2 separate regions of the Rattus norvegicus genome follow, and region 2 is linked to region 1. A link is a contact called in public Hi-C data. All regions are on one chromosome and are shown on one strand. The core of a region is the stretch at or near the end of the contact, and the rest is flanking DNA. Distances in the headings are between cores, read along the strand shown. Region 1 holds the start of Gtdc1 (glycosyltransferase-like domain containing 1). Region 2 holds the start of Zeb2-as1 (ZEB2 antisense RNA 1).

Region 1 (3,012 bases), core at 249-2,748:
GAGAGAACCAGAGCTCAGTAAAGCATTTTACTTTGCTCGATGGGCTAGGGAGTTGGCCAAATCAAGATCAAGTTTGGTACAAGAGTGTGTCCATCAGAAGGATGTTCATCTAACTAAATGCTTAATAAAGGCAAGTGGTACTGTAAGTTCCTTCTAAATCTCTTGAAAATGTAAAATAGTGAAGCTACATTATACTCCTGAGGTCCCTCCCAAACAGAAAATCCTATTAGTGTATGATTTATAAGGTAAAAATGTCAACATGATTTCAGAGCAAAAGAAAAGACACTATGGTGCTGTAAAGTGTATTAGTAATAGGTATTACCTACTAACTGTTTGTCGAACTATCCTGATTCAAAAAGTGTTTCCCCAGCGCTCAAGATGAAACTATTTCAATAAATACAAAGCAAGACCCTAAGGACAACAGTGTATAATTCTTCTCGGTTGAAGCTGAGAAGAATCTACTCCCCATCAAAACCTGGAATGCACTAATTAAATTTCAGTATCTCACTTAGTGGTTCCAACATGAAACTTCTGTCACTGCTAAAGCTTACACAATAAAATGGTTCTGTTTGAGTTATACTGCCGCTTTTTCCCCCAGCAGTTCCTTTACCTAACCACTACAGTAAGCTTTAAAGTCAACTTCAGGGGTACTAAGGCAAGCTGGGCACAGGAGGGGACAACGATCCTCCTCGGTGTTGTGGACCATCACCTTCAACTCACGTTTTCCAATTCCAAACTGTGATACAGGTGGGAGGGAAAATGTAACCCCTTTTCTTTGAACTTCCCATCACAGGGGCTAACTTAAGAATTACCTCAAAGCTTACCCAATGAGACGTAGTTCTAAGACTATAAAAGTTGCACTACTCCCTCAAAATGGGAGTAGGGATGCGGACGCTGCCTACCGCGAGACCAAGGGTTAAACTGATGTATTAATGCAACTTTGCCGTAGTTCAGTTAGTTGTAAAGACTTATTAACACCAAGAACCCTGCCTTGCGTAAGAACGACCGGACTGCGGAAACGTCAGGCCTATGCCTAATCCTCTAATGGGGGGCGCGAGGTGTTGGTTCTCGCCGCCCGAGATGGGGACGCCGGGATCTGGACCAGGAAAGCGCAGGCCAGGGCCTCGCCACGCGGGAGCCCCGGCAAGGCGTCCCAGGGTCGGTCCAGCCTCTGCCCGTCCCAGACTCCGCGTTTCAAGAAGCGTCGCCGGGGGCCACAACGCGGCCGGGCAGAGCAGGAGGCCGCGCGTGCGCCCGGGAAGCGCGGCCCCGGCTCCGCCCTCCTCCCCCTCCGCTCCTCGCGGCCGCCGCCCCACTGGGAACTCCGCGCGGCGCGGCCCCGCGAGGCGGGCGCCGGGAGGGAGGGGCCGCGCTCCCCGCCTCCCGCGGCCAGCGCAGCTCCCAGCCAAGGCGACTCACCTCCTCCTCCTTCTCCTCCTCCTCCTCCTCCTCCACGGCTCCCTCCAGGCCACCGACAGCCCAGCTGGCGACGCGCTGACGCCGAGCCCCTCCCCCGCGGCCGCCACCGAGGCCGCAGCCCCTCCCCGCAGCAGCTGCAGCGGCCTTGGGGCGCGTCAGGCGCCGGCCCCGCCCTCATCCCGCCCCTCCCCGCCCACAAGCGCGAAGCTCCGCCCCCTGACGGCTTGCTCCACGCATAATCCCTGACTCAGAGGCCGCTCGGTGCGGGGGAACTCTCCACAGTGGCGGTGCTCCTCACACCTGCTCTCCCTCCGCCCACGGGCCCCTCGTACGCTTTCCAGTCAAGCCAGCGCCCCCGCCGCCCCTTCGGCTTTTCCGTACTCTCTCACACCTCTGGTCGCTGCCTCCGCTCGCGCTGCGGCCTTCTTTTCCTCCTAAGAAGTCTGTGGGCTGACTCACCCGGTCGCGCGTTCTTAGGCAGGTGACTAGCCGGCACCTGTAGTCCCTTTCCCGGTCCTTCCGGGCGCGCCTAAGCCTCAGGGACGCCGCTTGGCAAGTGCACACCCTCCTGCCGGAATTGGTCTTCACGCCCGCTCTCTGTCCCTCGGGATTCCTGCGGGACCTCTGCTAGCTGGTGCTGGCTTTTCCTCTACCCAAGTTATTTGCAGCCTCTTGGTTGTCGATACTATACGTACTTCAGATGCATCTTAGAGTATTAATAATTAACATACCCGGGGTCCCGATCACAGGAGCAGTCACAGAGCAATTAAAAGTCAGAAAGGACCCAAGAAACTCCAAAGGGTTTCTATAAAGAGAGGAATCTGCCTCCTTTACATCTCTATGTGTCTGAATTAGAGATTTCGAATCTGGGATCACATTGTGGATTAAATGATTCATGCAAAGACAAAACATGCAAAGTGGGTCTATGCTTTTATCTGGTAACTTTATTTTTAAAGCTACAAATTGGAGCAGACTGTAGTGCAGAAATGTATTAAGCACACCAAAATAACAAACTGATTAGGCCTTTGGAGTTACAACCACAAGTTGCTTAAAGTTATGTGAGGAAAACATTGCTCTCCTTAAATTGAACGGTGAAACGATCTTCTTTCTGTTCTAAACAAAACCCACACTCTCTGTGGACTTCCAAAGCTTACAACCACTGCTGACTTGAACAACACTGTCATGGGCATTTAGAAAGCCTAATAAACCATCTGTCCATCTACTTTTACACAAATTGGGAGACACACACACACACACACACACACACACACACAAAAGTGAATGCAGAAAGCTGAAAATGAGAATTCCAAATGGCAAACGAATCTAGTAAATCCTATTTCACAGAATAAAATATTGGGGTAAAACCCCAAGCCTATTCGTCAATCTGGAAAAGGAACCATAATTTTGTAAATGAATCGGCTGCTCCTTAAGATCACCTGGAGTCTTTTTTTTTTTTTTTTTTCTGATTGAGATCTGAAGTCCAGAGAAGTTGAGTTGCCTCACCAACATATCCAGTTTTCCTAGACCTGTCTCACATACTTGTCGGCATAGGATTTAGAGCTACAAGCGTAAAGTCACTCAATGTCAAAATTC
Region 2 (3,012 bases), core at 152-2,651, 180 kb after region 1:
AAGCAGAGCGGGCGGAGGCAGCGGGGGTGCCGGGGCCGCGGAGTGGGGCGCAGGTCCGATCGGTAGCGCTCGGAGCCCCCCCTCCCGGCGCCCGGCGCTCACTTGGCCCCGCACTTGCTTAACTCCCCCCCGGTACAGCGGCCGCGCGTGGGGCTCCGGCGCTGGCCGCCGAGGGAGGCTCGCCCGCGAGCCCCAGGCGCCGCCACAGGCTTCCTTCTCCCTGTCCCCCCCTTTCCCCTGGTCTCGGGCCGCCGAGTGGCCCGGAAAAGTTTGGTTCGGGCCTCTTCTTACCGTTTTTCCTCCTGGGATTGGCTTGTTTGCGCCTCTTGCACCGGGGGCCATCCGCCATGATCGGCTGCTTCATTGATAAGAGCGGATCAGATGGCAGTTCGCATGGACTCGGCGCCCTGCTTCGGCAGCACGCAGGCTCGATCTAGCAACCAAACACAGCGACAATGTGGGCATCGTCCGCGCCCATTGAAACGCGCGCGGGCCGCCCAGGGGATCCGGGCCAGGGCCCGGGTGAGCACCCATCCGCGCCCCCAGCGCCAAAGCGAAACTTCGGCGGCCCCCTCCCCGCCCCCCACCCCCAGCCTTGGCCCCGAGGCGCTTTGTGTTGTTACTGTTTGGTGTGTTGCACTCGCGAGGGGATCAGAGACAAGAATTACATCTTCAAAATGAGTCATAACTCCTGACCGTATGAGGGAATGCACACAGCGGTACAGTAAGACTGCTTGACTCAAGGCTAGGCGGACCCCTTCCTCCGAAAAGTCCTCAGCCGGGCTCGGGAACTTGGAGAGGGGGTCTTTCGCTCTCATCTTTTCTCATCCCTCCTCCGACCCCCCATTCCCAAGAGGGAAAAAAAGTAACAAACAACGCAAAACAGCCCTTGGATGAAGCACACTCGGGTAAATTGATAATAGTAATTACAGGAAGCCCACTCGCCCCGCGACCCCTCCCCTCCCCTTTGGAGTTTATCGAGGCACTGTCTCTTTCCCTACACCCTCCGCCCCCAAATTAAGATTTCCCATTTTACCCGGCAAAAGAAATATAATTATAAGCCTCTCTGGACATTGTTCCTCCCCCAACCTCACCACTTGGACAATATTTACTTAAGCCCCCCCCCCCCCAAACACACACACACACGTTTCCCCACACTGATTTCCTTAAATTCTTCCAGTAGATTTTTTTTTCCCTCTCAAGAAAGGAAAGAGAAAGTCCGTGACCACTATTTAAGTTGTTCTAAAGGATCTTGTCCTCTCTGGCTTCGAAACTTTTGTACCTAAAAATCGAGGGAGGCGCTGCATTCTTTGAGCTCAAACTGTCAAAACTTGGAGAAGGGGAACCTCGGAGGCAGGCCGGAGAAGAGGAGAGCCCTGAAACTCCGCGGGGTGGGAAGATGCTGTGCCTCGAGGATTAGTTTAAACAGCGGGCTATAAAAGATGTAACAGATGCAAACTGTAACACAAGGGCCATTAACCCTTTCTCTGCCGCCCAGCACGCCCAGTCCCTACACCCTGCACCTATTGTCTCCGGTGCCACAAGCTTTGCGGAAAACCTGGAAAGTGAGTATCAGTTTCCGCACATTTGCTGAGCGGGGGTGAAGGGGGGCAGAGAGAAGGGGAAGTGGGTGTTGTAGAAAGCACTTTAAATTTACCTAGGCATACAGGGTAGATTTCAAGTTTGACACATTTAAAAAGAAATCATTTCTTGTCTGTCCTATTAATTCGAATTTTTTTTTTTGCGGGGGGGGGATCCTGGAATAAAGAAATGGTCACACAAGTCTGTGGGATGAAACAGCTGGCCTGTCTGATTTCTGCTGAGACTTACACGCCACTGCATATAAAATATATATTTAATAAAATAAGTTGCTAGCTTTATGAGCCAGTATGTGTGTGAGGGAAAGACATGGCATTTATGCTGTAAACTTTATTTGTGAATGTTAGTCTTAATTTCTGGAACAAGCACTCTTGCCCTCCTCGTTAGAGGGGTAGCATGGGAAACACGTAAGTAGGTGGGAGATAAACACATTTATGTTAGCTGAGCTCACCACTATGTCTGTGACTCCTGAACTCCAACTTTTCAGTCTCAAAGTCTGGAAGGGTGTGTGTGTGAGTGTGTGTGTGTGTGTGAGAGAGAGAGAGAGAGAGAGAGAGAGAGAGAGAGAGAGAGAGAGAGAGAGAGAGAGAGAGAGAGGTTCCATAAAAAAAATCCATGTGTATATTACTTGGTCATTTAAAATATAATTTCAAAAGTTACCCTAATTTTAACCCTATTATCCTGACAGCAGTTTTCTTCCCAGCTGTAGTGGACCCCCCCCCCAATTCACTTTGGTAAACGACTCAAGTTCCAAGAGAACTTTCACTTCTTTATTTATAATCACAGAAGTGAGGTGTTACTTCACACACACACACACACACACACACACACACACACACACACAAAGAATGAAATAAAGAAATGAAACTCGCTAGGCAGACAAAAACAGTCAAGTTTCTGCTTAGAAAACAGCCTTCTCCGGTGGGAAAGATTAGACTACCATGTCTAAGAGAAGGACTTGCTCCCGAATTTGGTAGGTCTTTCTCGAATAAGTTTTATAATTATTAACAGGTATTTGCCAAGTTTTAATTGCTGGATATAATGAATTGGAAGTCGGTGTGAGAACAAAGCAGAAGCTCTCCACTTGATGAGTTTTTTTACCCCAGCCATACAGTTCTCAGCAAAACTTTTCCTAGACTATGTAGCAAAAAACACCTTTGGTTACCTGAATGGACAGGTACAGAGCAAATTACTGGGGGAGGTGGGGAAAGGGAGAGGGAAGGAAAGAGAGACTAAAGGAAAGCAAGAGAAAGCAAAGAAGCCACTCTTGGGAAAAGTCTGCCACCGAGGAGCTAAAACCACCTGAAATTCCTGTCCACAGACACCCGGCTCTCTTCAGACTAACATCCCCACTCGAAATGAGAAAATTAGAGAGGGAGGATGGGGGACAAGCACACCAAAAAAGGATAAAAA

The links. Hi-C and Micro-C count contacts between places; a contact is called where the count stands out from the background.
Region 2: a Hi-C map of prefrontal cortex shows a contact between it and region 1, with 4 times the contacts expected there. The contact joins the promoter of Zeb2-as1 here to the promoter of Gtdc1 in region 1. A contact is called at or near these places in 7 of 12 Hi-C or Micro-C datasets (the Rat2 cell line, frontal cortex, kidney and 3 more) and 1 of 1 datasets of contacts at active chromatin or transcription factors (oligodendrocytes).

What each region holds. Positions count from the first base shown.
Region 1 is chr3:49,569,617-49,572,628 of GRCr8, forward strand. Gtdc1 (glycosyltransferase-like domain containing 1) reads right to left here and starts at 1,499. Exons shown (of 11, transcript NM_001393689.1): 1 at 1,420-1,499.
Region 2 is chr3:49,751,101-49,754,112 of GRCr8, forward strand. Zeb2-as1 (ZEB2 antisense RNA 1) reads left to right here and starts at 1,402. Exons shown (of 3, transcript NR_132636.2): 1 at 1,402-1,565. It overlaps Zeb2 (zinc finger E-box binding homeobox 2), which reads right to left. Exons shown (of 10, transcript NM_001033701.2): 2 at 292-433. The coding sequence starts at 364.